Regions from separate parts of the Mus musculus genome. Here regions 1, 2, 4, 5 and 6 are each linked to region 3. Evidence: chromatin contacts called from public promoter capture Hi-C data. All regions are on one chromosome and are shown on one strand. Each heading gives the region's core, a stretch centred on a gene start, on an enhancer-like site or on the middle of the called end of the contact. The rest is flanking DNA. Distances are from core to core; before and after follow the strand shown. Region 1 holds the start of Lat (linker for activation of T cells). Region 2 holds the start of Nupr1 (nuclear protein transcription regulator 1). Region 3 holds the start of Itgal (integrin alpha L). Region 4 holds the start of Stx1b (syntaxin 1B). Region 5 holds the start of Sgf29 (SAGA complex associated factor 29). Region 6 holds the start of Prss36 (protease, serine 36).

Evidence for each region. Promoter capture Hi-C pulls out the DNA fragments that hold promoters and counts their contacts.
Region 1: a contact with region 3 is called in a promoter capture Hi-C map of pre-B cells, with 2.2 times the contacts expected there. The contact joins the promoter of Lat here to the promoter of Itgal in region 3. A contact is called at or near these places in 2 of 39 promoter capture datasets (liver and pre-B cells).
Region 2: a contact with region 3 is called in a promoter capture Hi-C map of pre-B cells, with 2.6 times the contacts expected there. The contact joins the promoter of Nupr1 here to the promoter of Itgal in region 3. A contact is called at or near these places in 3 of 39 promoter capture datasets (liver and pre-B cells) and 1 of 115 datasets of contacts at active chromatin or transcription factors (pancreatic cancer cells).
Region 4: a promoter capture Hi-C map of hematopoietic stem and progenitor cells shows a contact between it and region 3, with 4 times the contacts expected there. The contact joins the promoter of Stx1b here to the promoter of Itgal in region 3. A contact is called at or near these places in 7 of 39 promoter capture datasets (cranial neural crest, embryonic stem cells, frontonasal cranial neural crest and 4 more) and 1 of 9 other capture datasets (embryonic stem cells).
Region 5: a promoter capture Hi-C map of hematopoietic stem and progenitor cells shows a contact between it and region 3, with 2.7 times the contacts expected there. The contact joins the promoter of Sgf29 here to the promoter of Itgal in region 3. A contact is called at or near these places in 2 of 39 promoter capture datasets (hematopoietic stem and progenitor cells and pre-B cells) and 1 of 9 other capture datasets (pancreatic islet).
Region 6: a contact with region 3 is called in a promoter capture Hi-C map of hematopoietic stem and progenitor cells, with 3 times the contacts expected there. The contact joins the promoter of Prss36 here to the promoter of Itgal in region 3. A contact is called at or near these places in 2 of 39 promoter capture datasets (hematopoietic stem and progenitor cells and liver).

Annotation. Positions count from the first base shown.
Region 1 is chr7:126,367,942-126,372,182 of GRCm38.p6, reverse strand. Lat (linker for activation of T cells) reads left to right here and starts at 2,615. Exons shown (of 12, transcript NM_010689.3): 1 at 2,615-3,035; 2 at 3,214-3,241; 3 at 3,347-3,381; 4 at 3,601-3,688; 5 at 3,820-3,884; 6 at 3,968-3,997; 7 at 4,077-4,137; 8 at 4,213-4,241. The coding sequence starts at 2,933. Spns1 (spinster homolog 1) reads left to right here. Exons shown (of 12, transcript NM_023712.3): 8 at 36-225; 9 at 577-642; 10 at 907-1,005; 11 at 1,277-1,448; 12 at 1,770-2,123. The coding sequence ends at 1,864. It overlaps Mir7058 (microRNA 7058), which reads left to right and starts at 4,138; the gene lies at 4,138-4,212.
Region 2 is chr7:126,623,171-126,627,001 of GRCm38.p6, reverse strand. It overlaps Nupr1 (nuclear protein transcription regulator 1), which reads left to right and starts at 1,532. Exons shown (of 3, transcript NM_019738.1): 1 at 1,532-1,679; 2 at 1,969-2,112; 3 at 3,423-3,756. The coding sequence starts at 1,568. The coding sequence ends at 2,099. The region is part of intron 1 of Gm39087 (a long non-coding RNA gene); the gene reads right to left.
Region 3 is chr7:127,294,947-127,298,722 of GRCm38.p6, reverse strand. Itgal (integrin alpha L) reads right to left here and starts at 2,463. Exons shown (of 31, transcript NM_001253872.1): 1 at 2,200-2,463; 2 at 1,006-1,105. The coding sequence starts at 2,254.
Region 4 is chr7:127,822,441-127,826,244 of GRCm38.p6, reverse strand. Stx1b (syntaxin 1B) reads left to right here and starts at 1,714. Exons shown (of 10, transcript NM_024414.2): 1 at 1,714-1,985. The coding sequence starts at 1,956.
Region 5 is chr7:126,647,548-126,651,647 of GRCm38.p6, reverse strand. It overlaps Sgf29 (SAGA complex associated factor 29), which reads right to left and starts at 2,339. Exons shown (of 10, transcript NM_029339.3): 1 at 2,171-2,339.
Region 6 is chr7:127,944,796-127,948,596 of GRCm38.p6, reverse strand. Prss36 (protease, serine 36) reads left to right here and starts at 1,872. Exons shown (of 15, transcript NM_001319147.1): 1 at 1,872-2,185; 2 at 2,508-2,546; 3 at 2,724-2,759; 4 at 3,198-3,360; 5 at 3,675-3,801. The coding sequence starts at 2,149.

The DNA.
Region 1 (4,241 bases), core at 1,366-3,865, 930 kb after region 3:
AAGGAATAGCTCCCATGCCTCTACCCCACCCCTAGTCTCATCTTTGGACTCATCACTTGCCTGACTGGAGTCCTGGGTGTGGGCCTGGGAGTGGAGATCAGCCGCCGCCTTCGCCGCTTCAACCCTCGGGCTGACCCACTCGTCTGTGCAGCTGGCCTCCTGGGTTCGGCGCCTTTCCTCTTCCTGGCCCTGGCCTGTGCCCGAGGTAGCATCGTGGCCACCTATGTGAGTGGGATACTGGAGTCTGGTGGGTGGTGTCTTTACGTGGGGGCAGCAGGGCAGCGTGGCCTTCCTGGGTACCGCCATGTTCACTGGGGATGGTCACTAGCAACCAACGTCATGTGCAGGGTCAGCCAGCAAAGTGGTTGAGAACAGACCGGAGGTGGAATGCCTCCTTTCAAACCTCAGCTCTGGGCCTTCCCAGCTGGGTGACACTGGCCAGTGAGCATGACCTTGCTCTTTCCTCGGGTGGGAAGTGGTACTGAGGGCTGGCACCTGCCTCGTGGGGTGCAATGGGGACTGAGTTACTGGGTAAGCCTGGTTGCCGCGTGATTCTCTTCCACTTCTGCCACCCAGATTTTTATCTTTATTGGGGAGACCCTGTTGTCCATGAACTGGGCCATTGTGGCTGACATCCTGTTGGTGAGTAGGGCAGATACAGGTTAATCCAGAGGCTGATGGGAGCAGGGACGGGGTCGGGAGGTAGCGTTTAATCTGGAGTCTGGCTTTTCCCCTTCAAACGTCAACCCTACGTATACTTGAGTCCCGCCACAGAGGGACCGCTGGGCTTGGCCCACCTCATGTCTGCCAGCCCTTAACCTGAGTGAAAATTTGTCATGGACCTACAGTGGGCTTTGGCCTTGGTTTCTCTGGGAACCTACTGAGTTCTTCCCTTCCCACCCCCAGTACGTGGTGATCCCAACTCGACGGTCCACGGCTGAGGCCTTCCAGATAGTGCTGTCCCACTTGCTAGGAGATGCAGGGAGCCCTTACCTCATTGGTCTAGTAAGTGCTATCCTTGGCTGGGATGGAATGGTTTTGGGGACCTGGAACTCCCTACCCTGACTGGTGGCATGAGTCTGGCCAAGATTAGGCAATAGATGCCTATGGCGCATCTCCCCTTTGGTCCTCTGGTGTATAGGAAGGAAGCCATAGGAAGGTTTTGCCCGTTAGGCTGTGGGTCTCACCCTATGACCCAAATATTCCCCTTCCCAGCCTCTGTTTTCTTGGTCAGTGCTCTGCACCCCCCAGGTCTCTGACTCTTTTCTCCCTGCAGATCTCTGACCGCCTCCGACGGAGCTGGCCCCCTTCCTTCCTGTCCGAGTTCCGGGCTCTGCAGTTCTCGCTCATGCTCTGTGCTTTCGTTGGGGCACTGGGTGGTGCGGCCTTCCTGGGCACCGCCATGTTCATTGAAGATGACCGCCGGCGGGCTCAACTCCACGTGCAGGGTGAGTGAGGGTCACTGTAGGTCCACCTTCACAGTACCACCTGCCTGTCTGTCTGTCTCCGCGTATGTACTCTACAGTTCTCCCTCCACTCAGACTAGCCCATCCATTCATGCCACCAGCTGGGGGCAAGAGTCCCAGCATCCCAGGCTCATCCAGCTTAGCTTTGGGTCTGTCTGGAAGTGGATTGGGCTCTGTCTGTGTGCAGTTCTGAGGGCTCTCCATGCTGCCTCATCTGGGCCCCTCTGCCTGTGTCCCCTTGCTGCCTGTGTCCCCTTGCTGGCTCTTATCTTACTGGCCTTGGCTCTGACCCCTTTCTCGCAGGTCTGTTGCATGAGTCTGGGCCCTCAGATGACCGGATTGTAGTACCTCAGCGAGGCCGTTCTACCCGAGTCCCCGTGTCCAGCGTGCTCATCTGAGGAGCCGGTGCTTACCCGGCCACTGATGCATCGCAGCTGGGCCTTGGGCCCACCCAAGACGGTTCCCAGGCAGAAGCCCTCACCAGGCCCAGGTCCAAGAAGGAAGCCCTGGGATATCTCCCAGCTCCCAGACACTACATGGGCAGCCCAGGGAAGAGATGGGAGTCCAGAAACGGGGAAGGGGTGTCCTCTCTACTAGGACAGCCCAAGGGGTTTGGTGCTATTTGTAATGGAATAAAATTTGTAATCAGACTCCTGACTGACTGCTTGTCTCTCTGTGGGTGCCACTGGCCTCAGGGAATATCCATAGTCCCAGGACTTAGCAGGGGCTGTCAGGTCACCCTGTGGGTAAGTCCCTGTCTTCTGAGCTTGGTAATCTAGAAGGAGGGCTGCTCTTTTCTGAGTGAGCTGGTTCAGTATGACTGTGACTCACCGTGGTCCCCTGGAAGTCGCTCTCCCAGTAGTTAAGCCTGGGAGCTGGGGGCCTGTGGTGCCCTCAGTGCCCTCGGTCCACACAGGCCTTGGCAGAGCCTCCTTGCAGTTCTCCCACCCGGGCATGGGGAGGGTACCGCGGGCCTGGTTGGCACGTGTCTCCTTTCCTAGTGGACGGGCTGCCTCATCCTGCAGCCTTAGACCCTTCCTCCACACAGTCCCTCTGCCTCCTCCCCCTTCCCACAACTGGGTGGGGGTGAGTGGGCAGGGGGCAGGCTCAGCCTGCTGAGCAGCCTGATGATTTCCTGCCCTCACCACAGCTTCCTGTCGCACGCGGTGGTGAGCAGGAGAGGCAGGCGGGGAGCAAGAAAGGGGCAGGTACAGCTGGGCACGGGGATCGTGCAGCTGGTAGCTGGGGCACGGGCCCCAGCTCTGGCTCTGGGGCGAGCACCTTTCCAGAGCCAACACTGCTCTCAACTCAGTCCAGCAAGAGAGGGGAGCCATCCAGCCCCGAAAGGATACGGCTGCCTACTGCCGGGCGGATCCCAGGCTGGAGCCCGCTTGGTCCCATACCCCTGCTGCCACTCTGTCTCGAGGGGCTGCAGTGCAGCAGGGCCTGTGGCAGGTGCTCTGCAGATGGAAGCAGACGCCTTGAGCCCGGTGGGGCTGGGCCTCCTGCTGCTGCCCTTCTTGGTCACGCTCCTGGCTGCCCTGTGCGTGCGCTGCCGTGAGTTGCCAGGTAAGTGGGAAGCTTTGCGGAACTGGATGATGGGTGGGCGCTCCATTGGATCCTCATACCCTCCCCAGCCCCTGCACTCTCCACTGTCCCTACCTGGGCCCTGATTGATGGTGGGGGGCCTGAGTTTCTTTGTCCCTGGTGCACCCCGATCCTGACTTGTTGGATTTCTTTCCTCCAGTCTCCTATGACAGCACTTCCACAGAGAGGTGAGTGGGAAGCCCGTGTCCCTGTGTGTCTTCCCTTGGTTCCACTCAAGGGTTTGGGGCTGGGGCCCTCTTGGCCCTGTACCCAAGCTGTCTCTTTCCTGCCAGTTTGTACCCAAGAAGCATCCTCATCAAGCCACCTCGTGAGTTCAGTGTCTCTGGCCCTCCTCGAGGGTTTTTAAGAGTGTGCGTTTGTCCTTGTTCACCTTTAGCTGTCTGAAGGGCTGTTCCCTGGCTTGGGATGGGGAAAGTGGGAGCCCCCATGTCTGTCTAGGGCATGTTATTTTGGGGTCCATTTGTCCTTCGAGGCCTTGATGGGGGGTGTCTGGAGCCATCCCTCAAGCTTCATTCTGTGTCCTCAGAAATAACCGTCCCCCGAACACCTGCTGTTTCCTACCCTCTAGTCACTTCCTTCCCACCCCTGAGGCAGCCAGACCTGCTCCCCATCCCGTGAGTATCCCCCAACTCCGTCCCTTGGGTCTACTGTGCCTCTCCACCTTCTAGGTTGGGGAGGCGCTTTTTCCTGGTTGTCTTGCTCCCAGAGTCCTACCTAGACGTAATCTCTGACCTTTGGCTTCCAGGAGATCCCCACAGCCCCTTGGGGGTTCCCATCGGATGCCATCTTCCCAGCAGAATTCAGATGATGGTAAGGGTGTAGGGCACAGGAGGGCTTTGGGGAGGATGTACAACCTGAGCTGATCCAGTCTTCTTCTCCCTCTCTCTTTGAAGCCAACAGTGTGGCAAGCTACGAGAACCAGGGTGGGTCTGGGGTCTGGGGTAGTGGGTGGGGTGGGGAGGCTGGACCTGTCCAGGTCGTGTTAACTCTCCTTTCTCACAGAGCCAGCCTGTAAGAATGTGGATGCAGATGAGGATGAAGACGACTATCCCAACGGCTACCTGTGAGTGGGTAGAGGGGAGGTGACCGTGGAAGTTGTGTGCCCTTTATCAACTTCTCGTTCCTTCCTTTCTTCCAGAGTGGTGCTGCCTGACAGTAGTCCTGCTG
Region 2 (3,831 bases), core at 283-2,782, 670 kb after region 3:
TAAAATTCATACTAATTCTTATCAAACAACCCAAGGGAAGCTAGTATGGACTGAAAAAGCTTACTATTAGTTCACACTTGATTCATACTGGCTGGGTGTGGTGATGCACACCTTTAAACCTGGCACTCAGGAGTCAAAGGCAGGTTGATCTCTGAGTTCAACACTAGACTCAAATCTGGCCTACAGAGCAAGTTCTTAGCCAGCCACAGCTAAAACAGTGAGACTGCCTAAAAAACAAGGCAGGGGGTATCAAAGCACAAATACCTGTTTATTTCATTCTGCCCTCAATATATTATTTAAATTTTAGAAGTCACACGTATTTATTGTGTGTGTACATGGATAGGAATGTGAGGGTCAGAGGACAATTTATGGGACATTTTTCTCTCCCATACTGTATGGGTCCTGGAAACCGATAAACTCAGGTTGTCAGGCTTGGTGGCAAGTACTTTACCCATTGAGTCATCTTGCCAACACACAATATTTTATTTTAAATTCCTTTTCTCCACCCTTTTTTTTTTTGAGGGGGGAGGGTCAAGGCAAGGGCACTGTATGGGAACCCATGGGAAGTTGTGACTAATCCTTACACTGTTCCCGCTTGTGAAGGTTTTCCAGGCCTCATGAGTCTGCAACCTCTCACCAACAGAGCCAGATAGAGTTATCCTCTGTTAAAGGGGGAACCTGAAGCAATCAGAGAGGGAAAGTGACGTGTCCAAGGTCACACAGCAGGAAACACTGGATCTGAGCTGACTTGTGATCCCAGCATTTAGGATGAGGAGGCCAGAGAATTGCAAGTTCAAGGGCTAACCTGGGCTCCATAGAAGGATTCTGTCAGAAAGAAAGGTAGAGGGAGGTGGATCAGGAATCAGAGTGTGGAATCCAGGGTATTTGCTGTCTCTACCAGCTAGCTATCCTCCATCTTGCATGAGGAAGAAGTCCCTGGGGACTCTGTTGAAGGGGACTTTTCACAAAAATAGAAGCCTTGGGTGTGACAGGAACTGCTGACCAAGCAAGAAGTGGGTCAGTGTCCCTCCTCCCTCCCTTTTCAGTATGTATGCTGCCACTACCTCCTGAATCTGAACCAGACTACAGTGTGTGTGTGTGTGTGTGTGTGTGTGTGTGTGTGTGTGTCTGTCTGTCTGTCTGTCTGTCTGTCTAACTATGACCCAGGCCCAGGAGGGGCTTGTGGCAGAGGCTGAAATGATAGGAAGGACTGGCCTATCTGAGGCCCTCTGCTCTCCCTGGCCAATATCCCAAAGACTGTGCCCAGATCCTGTCTGCTTCCTCCGCCCCTGAGGCGAGAGCTTTCCACGTGGAAAAACACAGCTGTGCTTGGGTGAGTCCTGTGAGGGAGGAGGGAGGGGAGGGTGCTCCTCTCTGCTCAGGACTGCTGTCTATGGGCCCAGTTCTGGGAAAGGGCCAGATTGCATCAGACAGGGCTTGGAGGGCGGGGGCCAACCCCGTGGTTTAGGGAGGAGACAGCGTTATAAGTAGGGTGAGAAACTGGGAGAGGGCAGACATTCAGACAAGGAGACACAGGCAAGACTTTGGAGAGAGCAGACTAGGCATAATGGCCACCTTGCCACCAACAGCCAACCCTTCCCAGCAACCTCTAAACCTAGAGGATGAAGATGGAATCCTGGATGAATATGATCAGTACAGCCTGGCCCATCCCTGTGTCGGTAAGGTTTTCGTGGTAGCTCCTTGGTCAGCCCATCTGCTTCTCACTGGGTACCCCGGTTTACCTTTCCTAGCTAATCTATTCCCAACTCCCAAGTAACCCCTTCTAGTCTCATCTACTGAGTTCTGTCTCCCTTAGCCCCAAGAACTCACAAGTGAGCATCTCTCATTCTATACTTGAGTAAACAGCAAGGATAGAGTGCTTCAGACGTGAAGACGTGACCGCCCCACTCTGGCCATTTATATGCCTGTCCTAACCTCACACACCTCCTCTACCTCCTGCTCCACCAGTCGGGGGAGGTCGGAAAGGTCGGACCAAGAGAGAAGCTGCTGCCAATACCAACCGCCCTAGCCCTGGCGGGCATGAGAGGAAGCTGCTGACCAAGTTCCAGAACTCTGAAAGGAAAAAAGCCTGGCGCTGAGACGGAGCTGGAGGTGAGTCGGGAGAGCCGGGCCTAAGTGTGCCGAGCGGGAAGCGGGGAGCCAAAAGCTGGTCCTGGTGAGATGGCGCTGCAGGTAGAGGCTCTTGCAGGCAAGCAGGACAACCTGTGCTTGATCTCTGGGACTCGAGTGATGAAAGGGGAGAGAACCAACTGCAAGCTGTGTTCCCAGGGAGCCCTGCAGATAGATGTCCAGGCAGGGAAGTGATAAGAATGAAAACCCCATTCAGACCGAATTCCATCAGCTTGGATCAGATTTCAGGGCATCTAACGCCAGGCGGTTCACTGTCAGCATATTTAAAACACAGTACAATTTGGGAAGAGGTTTCTAGGCAACAGTCAGGTCCATCAGTTCAATTCCAGGAGCACAATAAAGCTTGAGGTGTGACTACACTGAAACTCCATGAGGGTGGGTTCTAGAGCTAAAGGCCTAGAATCTAGAGTGGTCTCTGACCAATAGCATGGAGGTCATCAGGCAGATGTGACATCTCTCCTAAGAGTGGGTAATGGTCTAGGGAGGGGAGAGTCTGGGATTATCATTCTGGAGAACTTGAGTGAGGTCGGCTTCTATAGCAAAAGCTGGGGAGGTCTGACTCCACACAGAGCCAAAAGCTCACCAGGTTGTTAACAAAATCCACTCTCAGATTTCTGAGTGGAATGCAGGTATTTGACTTTATCTCCTGCATTGAGGAGACACACGGCATGATTAAAACTTCTGGTTCTTAGTGCTTCTCTTGAGTACAAGGACCTCTGTGCCCCCAATGTCCACCGACTTCCATATGCTCAAAGTAGCACACGAGAATACGCATGTGCGCACATGCATGCAAACACATTGGCATATCAATAAATGAAAAAAATAGTGTTGGCCGGACAGTGGTGGCACACGCCTTTAATCCCAGCACTTGGGAGGCAGAGGCAGATGGATTTCTGAGTTCAAGGACAGCCTGGTCTAAGAAGTGAGTTCCAGGACAGCCAGGGCTATACAGAGAAACCTGTCTCGAAAAAACAAAATACAAAAAACAAAAACCAAAACCAAAACAAAACAAAACAATAGTGTTGTGACACTATTTTTATTCTACATCTAAAATAATATGAGACCCGTATTTGACTGAGCTCCCTGGTAACCAGAGGTGGGGGGAGTTCCCATGGAGCCTTTCCAATGGAGAGGAAGTTTGGTTTATGGAAAGGGAAACTGAGGCAGATAGAGTCAAGTACTTCTCTAAGGTAATAGCAAATATGAGTAGGAAAGGTGGAAGTCAAACTCTGATCTCTGTCCCTTTCGTTGCCTGCTTTCCCTCTGCACAGATAAGGCCAGACCACAGACACCACACCCAGCAATGGATACAGGACATCACACCCAGCAATGGATACAGGACATCACACCCAGCAATGGATACAGGACCTTGGAGAAATTAGGAGTTGTAAGCAGGACCTAGGCCTGCTTGATTCTTTCCCACCTAAGTGAGGTTCTGGAGAGGGAGCCCTTCCACCCTTCCAGACCCAGCAAAAGGGCAAGATGGGAGCAAGAAGCAGAGGGTAGACGGGCAGAGCTAGGAAGACAGCCCCCAAAAGAACTGTGGGGGAAATAAATCGGATGCCCTTGGGTGGCAGCAACAATAAATCGTACAGCAGTGACAGCTTTGGCGTGTGTTGTGTGCCTTTGTTTTGTTTGGGTGTGTTGTGTCTGGCTGTGTCCATTGTGTGTCTCTCTAGG
Region 3 (3,776 bases), core at 1,214-3,713:
CTCTCCTAAGAGGTAGAAGGAGAGACCTGACTCCAGCAGGCTGTCCTAACTTCCACATGTGCACGAGAACATTCACGTACACACACAGCCCAATCACTACAGCATTCACATACACACGCAGCTCAATAACAATAACAACTGTATGCTTAAAACTTGCTGCCGCGGCAATACACCTCTTACTCTCCAGGCGAGCTCTGGAGTAGCCCCTATTTCCTAATAGCCAAATAACATAATTCTAGACGTTAAAGCTTCATTTCATTTGCATACTAGAAAAATTCAAGGCCCAAAGAGTGTCTGCTAGGTGGGCACCTTCATTTAGTCATCAATTCAAAAGCTATTTGTGACTAGGTGTGGTGACATAGGCCTGTCACCTCTGCTATTCAGAGACAGCCAGAGGCAGGAGGACAGTAGCCCCAAGCTAGCTGTGGGAATTTAATAAGACCCTGTCTCAAAAAGAAAATAAAAAAGAAACCAGGTCTGGTGGCATCTGCTTGTGATCCCAGCACCTCAGAAGTAGAGGATAGGGGGTCAGAAGTTCAAGGCTCTGCTCAGCTACAGCAAATGTAGAAAAACTGATCTACAGAGGCCCTGTCTCCAACCAAAGAACACAAACCCTGATGTAGCTCTATGGAGAGCCTGCCTAACACACATAGACCTGGTATTCAAACAGCAGCACCACCAACAACAACAAAGCCATCAATGCCCAAGCCTGTCCTACTATGTGCTTAGCTTAGGACAAGCCTGTCCTACTATGTGCTTAGCTAGTCTTTGAATTGGGAAGCAGAGAGGAGATGGTCCTCAGACACTCGTGTGGCTTAGGACCCATCACCCTCACTCTATGGTACTAGAGAGAGCCTTGCTCCTGTTTCAAAGATTCCACCTAGCAGACACTCGCAGAAGAGAGGCCAACCCCTGACATGGGACAGTCCCCACCCCTACCCCTGGGCAGATGTGGGGCCCTGCATACCCTGCTGCTGGAGGGTAGTTGAAAGAATAATAGCTCACCCATCTTCAATCTGCAAGACCTGGTACCCAAAATGTCTTCCAGCTTGTGCCAAGAAGCTCTGCGTAGGCCGTGTGTCCAGGTTGTAGCTCCAGGCCTTGGCTGCGGGGAGCAAAGCAGTCAGCTGCTCCCTATCTGGACCCCCCCCCCCACACACACACACCCCACACACACACAGACCACACACACACCCCCACACACACACACCCCACACACACAGACCCCCCCCACACACACAGACACACAGACACAGACTAGTGCTGCCTCTGAGGCCTGTTCCTCCAAACCCACTCATGCTCTGAGGCTGCCTACACCCAAGCACAGACTGGTGGCGCCAGGACTTTCCCTCTGAGGCCTGGACTAGAGACTAGGAGACTACACAGTCTGTCTCCCAGGGTAACTCCTCCCAGACCCAGAGGACTCAACTTCCCCTTGGACCTATTGGGAAAGAAGGAAGGGTAAGAAGGCGGAGGCCCATGAGAAAGAAGCCAGGGAGGGGGCCTCCAGGCATAGAATGACCAAGTTCCCAGGCAGGGACTGGGAAGAGTCTGCCCTGAGGCCCCATGGCTGCCACACTGACTGCGCTTCTCTGGGCACCTTGCATCCCAGCACCTGAGAAGTGACCAGCCTCATGGAGTCACCATACCCAGAACCCAGCAGGTGACTTAAGTTTCCCAACTCTACCCACCAGACATAGGTATCTCCCGACCTTTTAAAATCCAACACCGCCCCTCCCCCATCTTAGGCAGCTAGAGTGCCCTCTGCAGCCTCTAAACTGTCCTTTTCTGGTCCAACTTTCCTTACAGAAAGACTTATAGCACCTTGTGTCCTGGATATCAGAGATGAGGGTACCCTCTTCACCTCCCTTCAGGTGCCCAAAACTCCCAAGCAGACATAATACAAAGGAGGTGGAGTAGAAACCTAACCCAGCCTTCTCCCATCCTGAGTCCTTCCAACCATCTACCTAAACACGTGAAGGCTCACTCCACCTCCCACCCGCTCTTCCTTCCACGCCCTTCGATATCATGCTTCAAGTTTGTGTAGGTTCCCTCTTCTCTCTCCGGGATTCCTGGGTCCCACATCACCTATACCGTCCATCCCCTGGAGTGGCTCCTCATCTTCTTTGGCTCTACAGAGCCTTCTGGTTTCCCCTGTCACAGACAACGTCCCTTTCCCCTCCCTCCTGGATTTCCTACCAAACAGCTGGAGTCCCAGTAGCAAAAGTCTGGGGCCCGCAATCCGGAAACTCATCTGCGCTTAGGAGGGACCTGTGGGTCCGGACTCGATCTCAGAGAGCTCTTGAGATTTGCTGGCAACCTAGACCCGGGAGGAAGAGGGAAATGGTGGCTTCTCTTGCATGGGGCCCCTTCCAGTGGAACTTTCTCAGGGCTGCCAGGCTGATGACACTGGGTGGGGGTGGAAGGAGGGGGTGCGCTCCTGTCCGGGTTGTGAAACCTCTCTGTTCAGAGAGGAAGTATAAGCAGGTTAGATACATTTCCTGTGCCTACTTGCATTTTCACATCATCCAAGAGCAGACAGCAAGGCGGTTAAATTACTGCCACTTCAGCTAGGCAACCTCCGCTCTCACACCAGGCCCCGGAAGATTCTTCAAAGCCTGATAGAAGGGAGTAGGGAGTAGACTCGGGGGAGGGAGGGGTAAGGGGGGGGGAGGGGAGAAGTGCTGTAATTATATTATCTAAAACAACAAACAAACAAACAAACAAGCCAGATAGAGGGTTGCTCAGGAAGCATCCCTAAACCGTCCCTGCTTGAACCACACAGGAAGATTGTGGGTGACAAAAGGATGCATGCAGAAAAGAGAGCCTGGAGCAAGCCACAGAGCTGCAGGCTTCAGAGCTAATTTCTTTTTTCTTTTCTTTTCTTTTCTTTTCTTTTCTTTTCTTTTCTTTTCTTTTCTTCTCTTCTCTTCTCTTCTCTTCTCTTCTCTTCTCTTCTCTTCTCTTTTCTTCCTCTCCTCTCCTCTCCTCTCCTCTCCTCTCCCTCTCCTCTCCTCTCCTCTCCTCTCCTCTCCTCTCCTCTCCTCTCCTCTCCTTTTCCCTTCCTTCCCTTCTCCTTCTCCTCCTCCTCCTCCTCCTTTTCTTTTTTTCACATTTTTTTTTCCCAAGACAGGGTTTCTCTGCGTAGCCCTGGCCACCCTGGAACTTACTCTGTAGACCAGGCTAGTCTTGAACTCAGAGATCTGAGATCTGCTTACCTCTGGGATTACTGGTATGCATGCACTACTACCATTTGGTTAATTTTGTTTCTTTTTTTTTTTTTTTTTTAAAGATTTATTTATTTATTATATGTAAGTACACTGTAGCTGTCTTCAGACACTCCAGAAGAGGGAGTCAGATCTTGTTACAGATGGTTGTGAGCCACCATGTGGTTGCTGGGATTTGAACTCTGGACCTTCGGAAGAACAGTTGGGTGCTCTTACCCACTGAGCCATCTCACCAGCCCCTAATTTTGTTTCTTAAAAAAAAAAAAAAAGAAAAAGAAGCCAGGCGTGGTGGCGCACACCTTTAATCCCAGCACTCAGGAGGCAGAGGCAGGCGGATTTCTGAGTTCGAGGCCAGCCTGGTCAACAAAGTGAGTTCCAGGACAGCCAGGGCTATACAGAGAAACCTGTCTCAAAAAAACAAAAAACAAAAAACAAAAAAAAAAAAGAAAAAGAACTCAGGACACAAAGACAACTCGATAACAACTTTAAAAAGACAACTTTTGAGGGATTCTTTTTTTATTTCTTTTCTTAAAAAAAAAAATCACTGGG
Region 4 (3,804 bases), core at 465-2,964, 530 kb before region 3:
TGTGTTCTTGGCTCTGGCTTATAGCAGTGCCTTTCTCTGAGATTCCCTGGTTTACAGGTATAGGTGAGTGGGTACTACAGGCATGAAGATGCAGGAAGGTACAGTAGGCCAAGATGAGAACCTAGGCTCAGTGGGTGAAGTGTACCTGAGTCAGATCTCCAGCATCCACACAGAAGCTGTGTACAAGAGCACACCTCTATACCCCTGTAAGCCTGCAGGCCCCAGAGGCACAGAAACAGGAAGGTCCCAGCTCAACCAGTAGATCAAAAATGGTGTAAGGTTGGGTTCAGTGCAAGAGCCTGTCTCTAAAACAAAAACTACAAGTAAGCAGGGCGTGGTGGTGCACACCTTTAATCTCAGCACTTGGGAGGCAGAGGGAGGTGGATTTCTGAGTTCGAGGTCAGCCAGGGCTATACAGAGAAACCCTGTCTCGAAAAAACAAACAACACAAACAAACAAAAACTACAAGTAAGGTGGGGAATGACAGAAGCCACCCAACACTGACCTTTGACCTACATGTGTGCACATGTACAAGTGAGCACACCTACATACACGTGTACGTAAAGTCAGAGGGATTAAAAAGGAAGAAGATAACTTAGCTCCCAGGAGCCCTGACTGAGGGTCACAGATCAGAGGAAGAACTGGAGGGAGGGGGGAGGCAGAACTCAGAGGTTAAGGGCGTGGGACGTGGGGGGCGGGGGCAGGCGAGGTGAGGAGACAAGAAGAGAGTCTTGTCTTGGCTGTAGGAACTGTTGAAGGTCACAGACGGTAGGCCCTGCCTGCCATGACACAGATGAATGGTGTCTTAAGGTAGTTACTGGGTATTTGGCAAAAGCAGGGTGGAAGCCCACCCAACTGGGAGTCCAAACCCCACTGCCATGAGAAGAAGAACTGAAGTAATATTTAAGGATAGGATGGAAGGAGGGAGAGCAGAGGGTGGCAGGCTCTCTGGACCTTCTGCAGCACCAGATTCAAGATTCTACACCCCCACCACCACCAAAGATTCTACTCCCAGCAGACATCTTCCTTCCTTCTGCATCCCCATCCTCACCCCAACCCCCGGCTTGGGGGATGGAACCCAGGGCCTTGCAGGCAAGCATATACCACTGAGATTCACTCTAGGCCAAGATAAATATCATTTTTAACACAGTCATCCAAAATCCCAGACCAAAAGTCTCAGCAGGTAGTGACCACTCTGTTCTTGGGGGTTGACAAGCTGAGATCCACCAGTGCCAGGGCACTCTCAGGTAGGGTGACAAAGGATGTACAGAACAAGCCCCATGTCCTTCTCAGCAAGCAATAGCCACATACAGGGTCAGGTTTGTTATTTCTAATGCCCAAAAGACTCTTCCGCAGAGCCGAAGGGACAGGATAAAAGGAAGTCCTGCGTAGGCTCACAGACACTCCGCTCCTCTCAGGTTAGTCCCTTAGTTCATTGCCTTAGACCTTCTCTGACGGTCCACCCCAACTGCAGTTTACCCAGCATCTCTATCCCTGCCTCTGCATCTCTCCGAGCTTCTTGGGCTCCCCCCTCCCAACTTCTGGGCCTCCCCAGTGCCCCTCCCTTGGGTGCCCCTCCCCGGACTACAACCCCCAGGCGCCCCCAGCCCGGGGCGCTGCGCATGCCCCCTGCTCCCCGCCCCCTCCGCTCCCCCTCCCTCCCTTCCTCCTCACCTCCCTCCGCCCCCCTCCCCCGCGCCTCGGCTCCCGCATCCCTCCATCCAACCCTGTGCCGCAGCCGCATCGCCACCGCAGCCTAGGCAGAGCCCAGTCGGCCCAGGCCCCTGTCTCTGCCTGGCCTTAGCTCCCCGCCCCCCCGCCGCGCACCTTATCCGCACATCCCTCGGAGGTCTAGCCCGGTGCCCCCAGACCCCGGCCTCCAGGACAGAGGCAAGAGGCAGAGAGCAGCAGCGGAGGCGGGAGGACGAAGAAGGGGAGGAGGAGCCCGTCGCAGGATGAAGGATCGGACTCAGGAGCTGCGGAGTGTGAGCTAAGGGGTGGGAGAGGTGGGGAGGCGGGACCCTGTATTTGGGGAGCGCTTGGGGGATGGAGTGGGGGAGGTTCTGAGACATGGGGAGCAAATGATGAGACTAGAGGTTGGAAGCCAGGAGCCCTCACATCTCCTGGCACCTGGTATCTCCAGTGAACCTGCAATTGGAGGACAGTGGCTGGAAGGAGTTGGAGGCCATTAAGACACAAGGGGGCAGGAGAGGTCTCAGGGGCCTGGGCAGCCCAAATGCCCGGGAGGACCCTAGAATCTAACCTGGGGGTGGGAGAAAGTGAATGTCAAGAGAGGATTGGGGGACACCATCATCCCCTAGAGCAGGCTTGTCAAATTAGGCGGATGGAGGGGGTGGTTGCTGGCCAGGCCGGGTCCAGGAGGACCCAGATTTGGGATGCTATGGAGGACACAGGTTGGAACTAGATGCCAGCACCTGGCAGTGAATGAAGTGTGTGGTGGTACTGGTGGTGGTGGTGGTGGTGGTGGTGGTGGTGGTGTGTGTGTGTGTGTGTGTGTGTGTGTGTCCACGCGCACGCGCACTGGTATGTTGCTCCGTGGGGAGAGGGCACTGCTCAGAGGGGGAGTGTGTGTGTGTGTGTGTGTGTGTGTGTGTGTGACTGAGTTCCCCTGGGCCAGAGCCTCAGCTTAGGTGACCCCAAAGGTGAGAGAGGAGAGAAAGATCCATCCACCAGGTCACAGAATTGGGTTGTGTGACATAGGCCACACAGTGCTTGGGGGAACTGGAGCATGGGAGCAGCCAGGGGCAGGCTGCTGGAAGCCAGGGGCCAGGCTCCAGGCGGTTGGCCAGCAGAGCTGGAGGAGGAAAGGTGGGGGGCTGCAGGGGAGGCTGCTCTTTGGAGGGACTGTGCTCGCCTGCTGAGAATGGTTTTGGGCAGGGAGGGTGCCGAGACATTTTAAGAATGACATGAGCCCAAGGAGCTTGAGGTTCCAGTTTGCTGTGTGACAGTGGCCTCTGGATTGGGATATGTCAGAATTCCAAGGGATTGTTACTCTACGTGACAGATTGGGAAACTGAGGTTCAGGGATGGGAAGGGACTGGCCCAAGGTCATCAAGCAAGTATGTGTGTGGTACAGGTCAAATGGCTCAGGGGCCTCCAGGCTGCCGAGTTGACCATGGGACTACACCCTCCGGCCTTTGAAACACAAGTTTTAGAGTGTTGTTGGAAGCCTCCAAAGGTTGGGCCTGGAGTTGGGGACCCTGGTTCACAGGCCATACGGGGAAGGAACACAGTGGCTCTTTGGAGAGGAAGTGGGGAGAATGAAGGAGCTGACTGTGAGGGAGGAGATGTGAAGGAGTATTTACTGCGTGAGGAAAACCATAGTAGCAATGGCAACTGTACTGTGTGTGTTTTATAGGAAATCACCTCTGATTCCCGGCAATCTTATGAGGCTGGTGTTAGCATGATCTCATCTCACAGAAAAGGGAACAGAGGCTCAGAGACATTAAGGAACTTGGCCAAAGTTACAGAGCTAGAAAAAGGCAGGATTCAAACCCAGACCAGCAGCCTCAGTATCCTAACCGCCCCCCCTCCAGGTGCAGTTTGCAAAGCAGGTTGTCATGGCAATCCCATTAGATCCCAACCAACTTCCTGGTAAGGTAGACAGAGAGTCTGCCTTGTCTAATATTCAGGAAAACTGAAGCCCAGAGGGTTTAAAGATTTCCCCAAGCCACACAACTAAACAAGGGAGAAAATAGAATTCGAACTCAGATCTCCAGCAGCCAAGAATATTCCATGACTCCCAAACCTAGAGAAATGCGATAAGGTGGGGGTGGAAGTGTG
Region 5 (4,100 bases), core at 1,090-3,589, 650 kb after region 3:
TTTTTAAAAAACTACATCAAAGCTGGGGGTGGTGGCACACACCTTTAATCCTAGCACTTGGGAGGCAGAGGCAGGTGGATCTCTAAGTTCGGCTACACAGAGAACCCTGTCTCGTAAAAAAACAAAAAACAAACAAACAAAAAACCAAAAAACTACATCAAGCCAAACACTCATATAAATTAAAAAATATATATTTTTAGAAAACAAAATGTTGCCAGGCATAGTGGCCCATGATATTAATCTTAGCACTAGGGAGGCAGAGGCAAGCAGGTCTCTCTGTGAGTTCCAGGCCAGCGTAGAATGAGTTTAAGGACAGCTAGAGCTAAGGAGACCCAACTCTCCATATATTTGCAAAATACTTTTAAATAATAAAAACATAGAAACAAACCTAAATAAACATAAAACTCAAGCTTGAGTTCAAGGTAGAATTGTGGGGCTGTGACAGCCAACCCCAACCTCATGGTACTGTGTACCTGCTCTATCTACCCCAGTCAATTAGTGACACTTTCCCAGAGCGTTCAGACCTGTGTAATAATTTACACATAACTCCCCTGTGATGGCCAGAGAGATTTATGGTACCAGGCAGTCAACCCTTCAGGGCCTTCTTATCTTTGCCCTGCAGGCAAGATAAGAATAAGATAATTGTGTTCCTGCTTTCTGCGTTTGTAAACTTGCTTATCTGTGGGACTGGGATGAAGAAGTGTTTTATTACTATACAATGGGAAAGAGAAACAACATGGGGAGAAAAACAATGACCTGGCCCAGCTATGGATTCTATAGATAATTAATTGTAAGAGTCACCGTTGCTATCTACCTTTATAACCCTTCCTTCCTTTAACTTTTTTAAAGACTTATTTATTTCGCTGTCACTGTCTTCATGCACACCAGAAGAGGGCATCAGATCCCATTACAGATGGTTGTGAGTCACCATGTGGTTGCTGGGAATTGAACTTAGGACCTCTGGAAGAGCAGTCAGTGCTCTTAACTGCTGAGCCATCTCTCCAGCCCCCTTCCTTCCTTTGGATCCCTCCACACCACATGGCATGCTGTTTGGCTTTAAGGCTGACATCCTTCTGCCTATTACTGCCTACTGCCTAGCAGTAATAAATAAAAGAAATCCATTTCATCTAAATTTGAATTGAGCCTAAGATTTGGTCTTTCCCTGTGGATTCTAACACCACAACATTATACTGATCTACAAGATGTAAATTTGAGGGCCAGTGAGATAGCTCAGCAGATTCAAGTGCTTGTGCCAAGCCTGATACCCCGAGTTCCATCCTAGAAGCCTACATGATGGAAGGAGAGAACTCCTGAAAGCTGTCAATTGACCTCCACAAAAGTGCCATGGAATGAACATGCCTGCCTTCACACACACCAAATATTTTTACAAGATAGAAACGAGAGCACCAAAATAAATTTTATTTTTATTTAAAGTGTGAAATAGACAATGTCCAAGGAGGGAACAGAAAGAAAGGCAAGATGAAGAAGGGTTTATGTATTTTGATGGTACAACCGTTAAAGATGAAGCAATGGAAGCAGGAGTTCTTTAGAGGAGAACCGAGGCAATGAAAGAGGATGCTACCAATCCTGTATCACTGAACTTCGGAATCCAGAAGTCAAGGTGGCTTTGTTAGAGCTGTTTCTGTGAAACAGCATGAGTCAAAGCCTCCCTAGAGAAAGCTGAACATTGACAGGTAGGGGAAGGTGCTGATGAGTAGACGCAGACGTCCTAGGATACATGTGTCAGCCAACACAAGAGTGAGCTGGAGAGTGGATGAAGTTACTGTTGTGAAAATGGACACCTTTAGAGCATGTGCAGTCTGTAATCTCAGCACTCGGGATTGGGGGAGGAGGACTGCGATCTCACGGCCAGGTTGGGCTACCAAAAACTAAGCTTTTGAGAAAGTAGTAAAATGTGCTGATGTCTGGGACTCACATCAGCTGCCGGCATCTAGACTAGCCAGCTCCAGCCGCTTCCCACCTCTTCAGAGAGGTAGGGCGCACGCGCAAGCCCCAGGGCGCCGGCTCCCACAGCCCCGCCCCCTTCCCGTCCAGGGCGCGTGCGCGTCTCCTCAGACGCCGCCTCGGCGAGCCGGGCGCCGGGCAGGAACGCTGGCCTTTCGTTCCCGCGCTGCTTGGAGGTACCTTGCCATGGCCCCGTCCCACCTACCGAGCACAGGAAGAAACAGCACGTCGCGCTGGTAACTGCGATGGCGGGAACAGGCGAATCCCTGGAACGTTTCCTCACAGGGTAGTCTCGCACTTGCGTTCGAAGGTTCGCGGCGCGTCAAGAACCACACACGCTGTTTCTCTTATGAGCGCGGTCGAGCGCGGAGGACTCCTCTGCGCATGCCGGGTACTTCTCTGTGACGTGCTGCATTGCACTCTGGGAAACGTAGTTCTTACTTCGACACCTGTGCTTTGATGTACTTAATCATGATTTAATAGATCAGAGTCAAAGGAACAGAAAAGCATGCGTGAAGCCTCGCTTCGCATGTGAAAGGTGATGGGAGCGGATCCTCTGCACCAGAAGAAAACAACAACAAAACCACATCAGATTGTTGGGGATGAGGAGGGAGGGCCCCAGGACGCAGATGAGAACTCTGTACTTTAAGCTGAAATTTGCCGTGAATTTAAAATGTATCTGAAAATATTTTTAAATTCCAAATAAGCAGTTTTAGGTTTAGTACTTGTATTTTACAGAATCTTCCCAGCAAATAAAAGATTTGGACATGCAAACATTTAGCTACATCTTTGGATACCTACCCTGTGGATGCCTGCCCAGTTAGTGCAGTGGTAGGACACTTGCTTAGCATGGTCCCGGGCTCAGTCCCTAGGGACTGCTCCCACCCTAACTATCCTAATATTTCGTACATAACACCTAAAAAAATCAATATGGTTTGGTGGTTAAGAGCAAGTACTGCTCAATCGTGAAGACCAGAATTAGAATGCCAGCACTTGGGTCAGCTGGCTCAGACTGCCTGTAACTCCAGCTCCAAGGGATCTAATGCCCTCTTTTGGCCTCTGAGGGCACTGCACAGGTGCACATACACATATACATACGCCTGGACATAGAATAAAAATATTTTTGAAAATCTTTTAAAGTTTATAATTACATATTGTTATTCTCTGATAGAATTACAAATGCTATAAGGTCAAGATCATTAGACATTCCCAGTACATAGCACTGTGCCTGGCATACAACAAGCTATCAGATATTTTTCTATTAGGAAACCTTACATTTTAACACTGAAACTATTTTAGCCCCTAGACTAGCAAAGAAATTAATGTATATATATATATATATATATATATATATATATATATATATATATATATATATATGTGTGTGTGTGTGTGTGTGTGTGTGTATACATATATATATATATGTGTGTGTGTGTGTGTGTGTGTGTGTGTGTATGTATATGAATGAGTCTGGGGAGATGCCGAGCAATCAAAAACATGTACTGCTTTTGCAAAGAGCCCGTGTTCAGTTCCCAGTGCCTACAGTAGTGGCTTATAACGATCTGCAATTCCAGCCCCAAGGGTACTGATGTGCTGTCCTCTGGCACCTGCACTCACGTGCACATACCCACACGGAGACACATACTTTTTACAGTTTGAAAAAATAATTTTCTTTCATTGAATCTGTATGTCTAGTCAGTTGTCCTGGTTAATTTTAACAACTTGACAGGGCCTAGAGCCACTGGACAATGCAGTCTTCACTGAGGAATTTCCCAGACAGACCTAGCTATAGGGAATTGTCTAATGGATTATATAGGATTATAGGAGTGCACTACCACGTTACCATGTTAATTCATACAGAAGGCCCAGCCACTGTAGGTAGCACCGTTCTCTGGGAAGGTGATCTTGGACTACATGGAAAAGCTAGTGGCATTTAGAAGACAGAGACAGGTAGATGTCTATGAATGAGGCTAGCTTGTTCTATATAGGGAGTTCAAGACACCAGTGAGACTAGTCTAGGAAGAAAGAAAGAGAGAAAGAAAGAAAAAGGAAGGAAGGAAAGAAGCTAGCCAGGCATGGTGGCACATGCCTTTGATTCCAGTGCTCAGGAAGGAGAGGTGGATTTCTATGACTTT
Region 6 (3,801 bases), core at 623-3,122, 650 kb before region 3:
CTCCTTTCTTCTCTCTCTTTGGGGCAAGGCAGCAAGGGCTCCCTCATTGCCACTCCTGTCTACCACTCTCCACTTTGTAGCCTTGAAACAGGATCTCTCATAGAACCAGAGCTCCACTGTTTTGGCTGACTAGTCCTTGAGCTCTTGGCCTCTGTCTTGTTCCAAGGGCAGCTGTGCCTAACTTTTTACACGGGTTCTGAGGATTTGATCTCAGGTTCTCCTCATGCTTACAACACAATCGTTCTTACCTATGGAGACAGCAATCCAGCCCCAGCCCAGACTCTCCATTCCAGCCAGCTAGTGCTTCCTCATCTTTTTGGTTTCCTTCAAGTCTACCCACACATGCAAAAAGCTCTATCCTCAAACACTCACTTCCTCTAAGCAGAGTCATGTTTGCTTGTTTGTTTGTTGAGACAAAGTCTTATGTATGTAGCCCAGGCTGGCCTTAAATTCCTAATGTAGCTAAAAATGACCTTGAACTCCTTTTGAAAAAATAATTTTTAAGATTTATTTATTTTATTTATATGAATACACTGTAGCTGTCTTCAGACACACCAGAAGAGAGCATCGGATCCCACTACAGAAGGTTGTGAGCCACCATGTGGTTGGTGGGAATTGAACTCTGGAACCTCTGGAAGAGCAGTCAGTGCTCTTAGCCACTAAGCCATCTCTCCATCTCTCCAGCCTGCCCGCCTTTAATATTTATTTATTTATTTATTTATTTATTTATTTAATGTATGTGAGTATACTGTCGCTGTCTTCAGATACACCAGAAGAGGGCATCAGCTGGAAGAGCAGTCAGTGCTCTTAACCACTGAGCCATCTCTCCAGCCCTGATACTGAACGTCTGATATTGCACCTACCGCCTACCTCCTAGGTGCTAGGATCATAAGCATTCACCAGCATGCCTGCTTTATGTAAAACTGGGGATCAAGCCCAGAACTTCATGCATTCTAGGCAAACATTTTACCAATTGAGCTATATCTTCTACCCAAACATGTGCTTTTTCCCTTGTTTCTCTCTCTCTCTCTCTCTCTCTCTCTCTCTCTCTCTCTCACACACACACACACACACACATACACGCACACACACACATGCTCGCACACACACTCACACATACTCACACTCACACACACACTCACTCACACACACCCCTCTATGCCATGTGGGTGCTGTTACCCACAGAGAGGGCATAGGAGGGCACCAAATCTGGAGCTGAAGTCACCGGAGGTTGTGAGCTGGTGTTGTGGATTCTGGAAACTGAACTCAGGTCCTCTGGAAGAGCAGCAAGCAATCATAGCAGCTAACCCACATCTCCAGCTTCTGTGTAGTCTAGGAACTGTGGACTGGAGTGCTTTCAGACTTCACAGTGTTGGGGTCACAGGTACTACCACACCCAGTGCCATACCTTCCTTAAATAGACTCCTAATGATAAATAGTGTACCAAGAGACGGAGTGACTTTTCTAAGTCACATGAAGAGCAAGCAAGGAACAGCATTGAGAGTCGACCACCCCAGCACAGAGGGGTTTCCAGCTTTACCAGGCTGCTTAGTCCTCTCCAGTACCCCCAGGCCTTGCTCAACAAGGCAGAATCTGTGATCCCTTTGTTAGGATGGAATTGAATTCCCTAGAGTTCCTGTCCCAGGCCTGGCCAGCAACTCCAGTAACCAGAGCTGTGTGAGAAGAAAAGGCCAAGCCACTGGGGAAGCCACACCCCAATCAAGGGTGAGGTCTCAGGTGAGTCATGCCAAGGGCTACTGCCCAGCCCCATCCTGCTCTTCCACGGACCCAGGGCATGTGCTCCTAGCACTCCACCCACCACAGTCCTCTGAGTCGGTTTAACACACGGGGCGCCCTGCTCAACTCTCCACATCCAACAGGTGTCCTGGAGTGAGGACACCGCCCTACCTCCACTCTGAGCCTCCAGATATGTGAGATGCACCAGAATTCAGGGTGGGGCCTTTGACCTCCCTATTTTCCCCTTTCAGGCCCAGATCCTCTCAGATTCCCACAGATGGGCTCCAGCCAGGGAGGGTGGGGCTACCCCTGGGACCATCAGGAGGAACCAGCTACATAGTCCGGTGACAGAGTGGTGGCAGGAAGCAGCCTCTCACCTGCCTCTGTGCCTCCAGCTGACTTTAGTAGACCATGTCCCATCACCTGTTTCTCCCAGTTGTAATCATGGGTAAGTTCAGAGGACCGGGCTTTAAGAAGCCTGGATACCAACCCTAGAGAGCTGAAAAGCAGGAGATATACCCTGCATCCCTTATGGCAGTAAGATAGCAGAGTAGGCAGAGGAGCAGAGTGTCAAGAGGAAGGACGGGAGGGTGGTGGAAGGAGGAGAGGGCCATACCAGGAGCCCGAGGGATTGTGCAGAAGGGGAAGGGGAAAGGAGGCCTGCATGCCATGGGGAGATGGAACACTGTAAAATAGGATGGAAGGAGAAAGAGCCACACCTAAGTGCATCATCTCTCCAGACTTTCCTTGCCTCCCTCTTGTCTTCTCAGTGGTCAGTCCCATCCCTCCAGGAGCCTTCCAGGACTCAGGTAAGACTGATGGACTGGGGAGAGTTGGGCTCAGATGCCTCAGTGTAGGCAGACCAAAGGGCTGAAACAGGGAACCGGGGGACTGAGGGCAGCAAAAGCCCAGGAAGAGCAGGAAGATGGTGCTGGCAGTGTCGGGGCTGAAGGAGCGTCTTTCTCTCTCTGTCTTCTGTCTTCTAGTGGTCAGTCCTACCCAAGGAGAATTTGAAGACCTAGGTAAGAGAGAGGCATGAGTTGCCTCCAATCTTGTCTTTTGTTTGCTTGCTTGTTTTTGTTTTCGTTTTGCTTTGCTTTGCTTTGCTTTGCTTTGCTCTTGAGACAGGGTCTCTCTCTATAGTCCTAGCTATCCTGAAACTCATTCTCATAGGCCAGGCTAACCTCACACTCACAGAGATCCACCTGTCTTTGCCTCCTGAGCGCTGGCACTAAAGGCTGTCTTGAATCCTAAAGAAGTTTCAAACTGGCTAGGTCATGAGTGAATTGGAAGTGCCCGGGCCCTCCAGCTTTGGCTTGCTCATGTTCAGAAGGGCAAACTGAAGGGGTTCAGGCTCCACCACCACCCTCCCCGAGTTACCAGGGTCTCTGGAGTCCAAGGGATTAGGAGAGGAGGGGAACCCTAACCGAGCTTTGACTTCTAGGGGGTCTCTATTGCAGACTGCGGCCGCCCTGAGCCCTCTTCCCGCATTGTGGGGGGCTCGGACGCTCATCCTGGCACTTGGCCATGGCAGGTGAGCCTGCATCAAGGTGGGGGCCACATCTGCGGGGGCTCCCTCATCGCCCCTTCCTGGGTCCTCTCCGCTGCTCACTGTTTCGTGACGTGAGTATAGTCTTTGTCCAGGTTCTCTCCTATAGCTAACCCTGCGCAGCAGCTCAACCTTCCCTGCTTATCCTTCCTGCCTGGCAATGCCACGCTGTCCAGGCTGAATACCCTAGAATAGAAATCTTTCCAACGCTCCCACTGACATCTCCAAGTCCTATTTGACCCTTTCGACTTCCACGGTGAAAAATCTGGATTCGCTCTCTCGCTGGGTTCCTACTGACCCTAGCTCCCCGTTGGCTCTGAGTCCCCAGTCCCAAGGACTGACTCCGTAGGGCCAACCTAGTCCCCTTCTCTCCCCGGCACTGGAGCAGGAATGGAACCTTGGAGCCCGCGGACGAATTGTCAGTTCTGCTGGGCGTGCACTCCCAGGACGGGCCCCTGGAAGGAGCGCACATGCGCTCAGTGGCCACCATCCTGATACCGGACAACTACAGCACA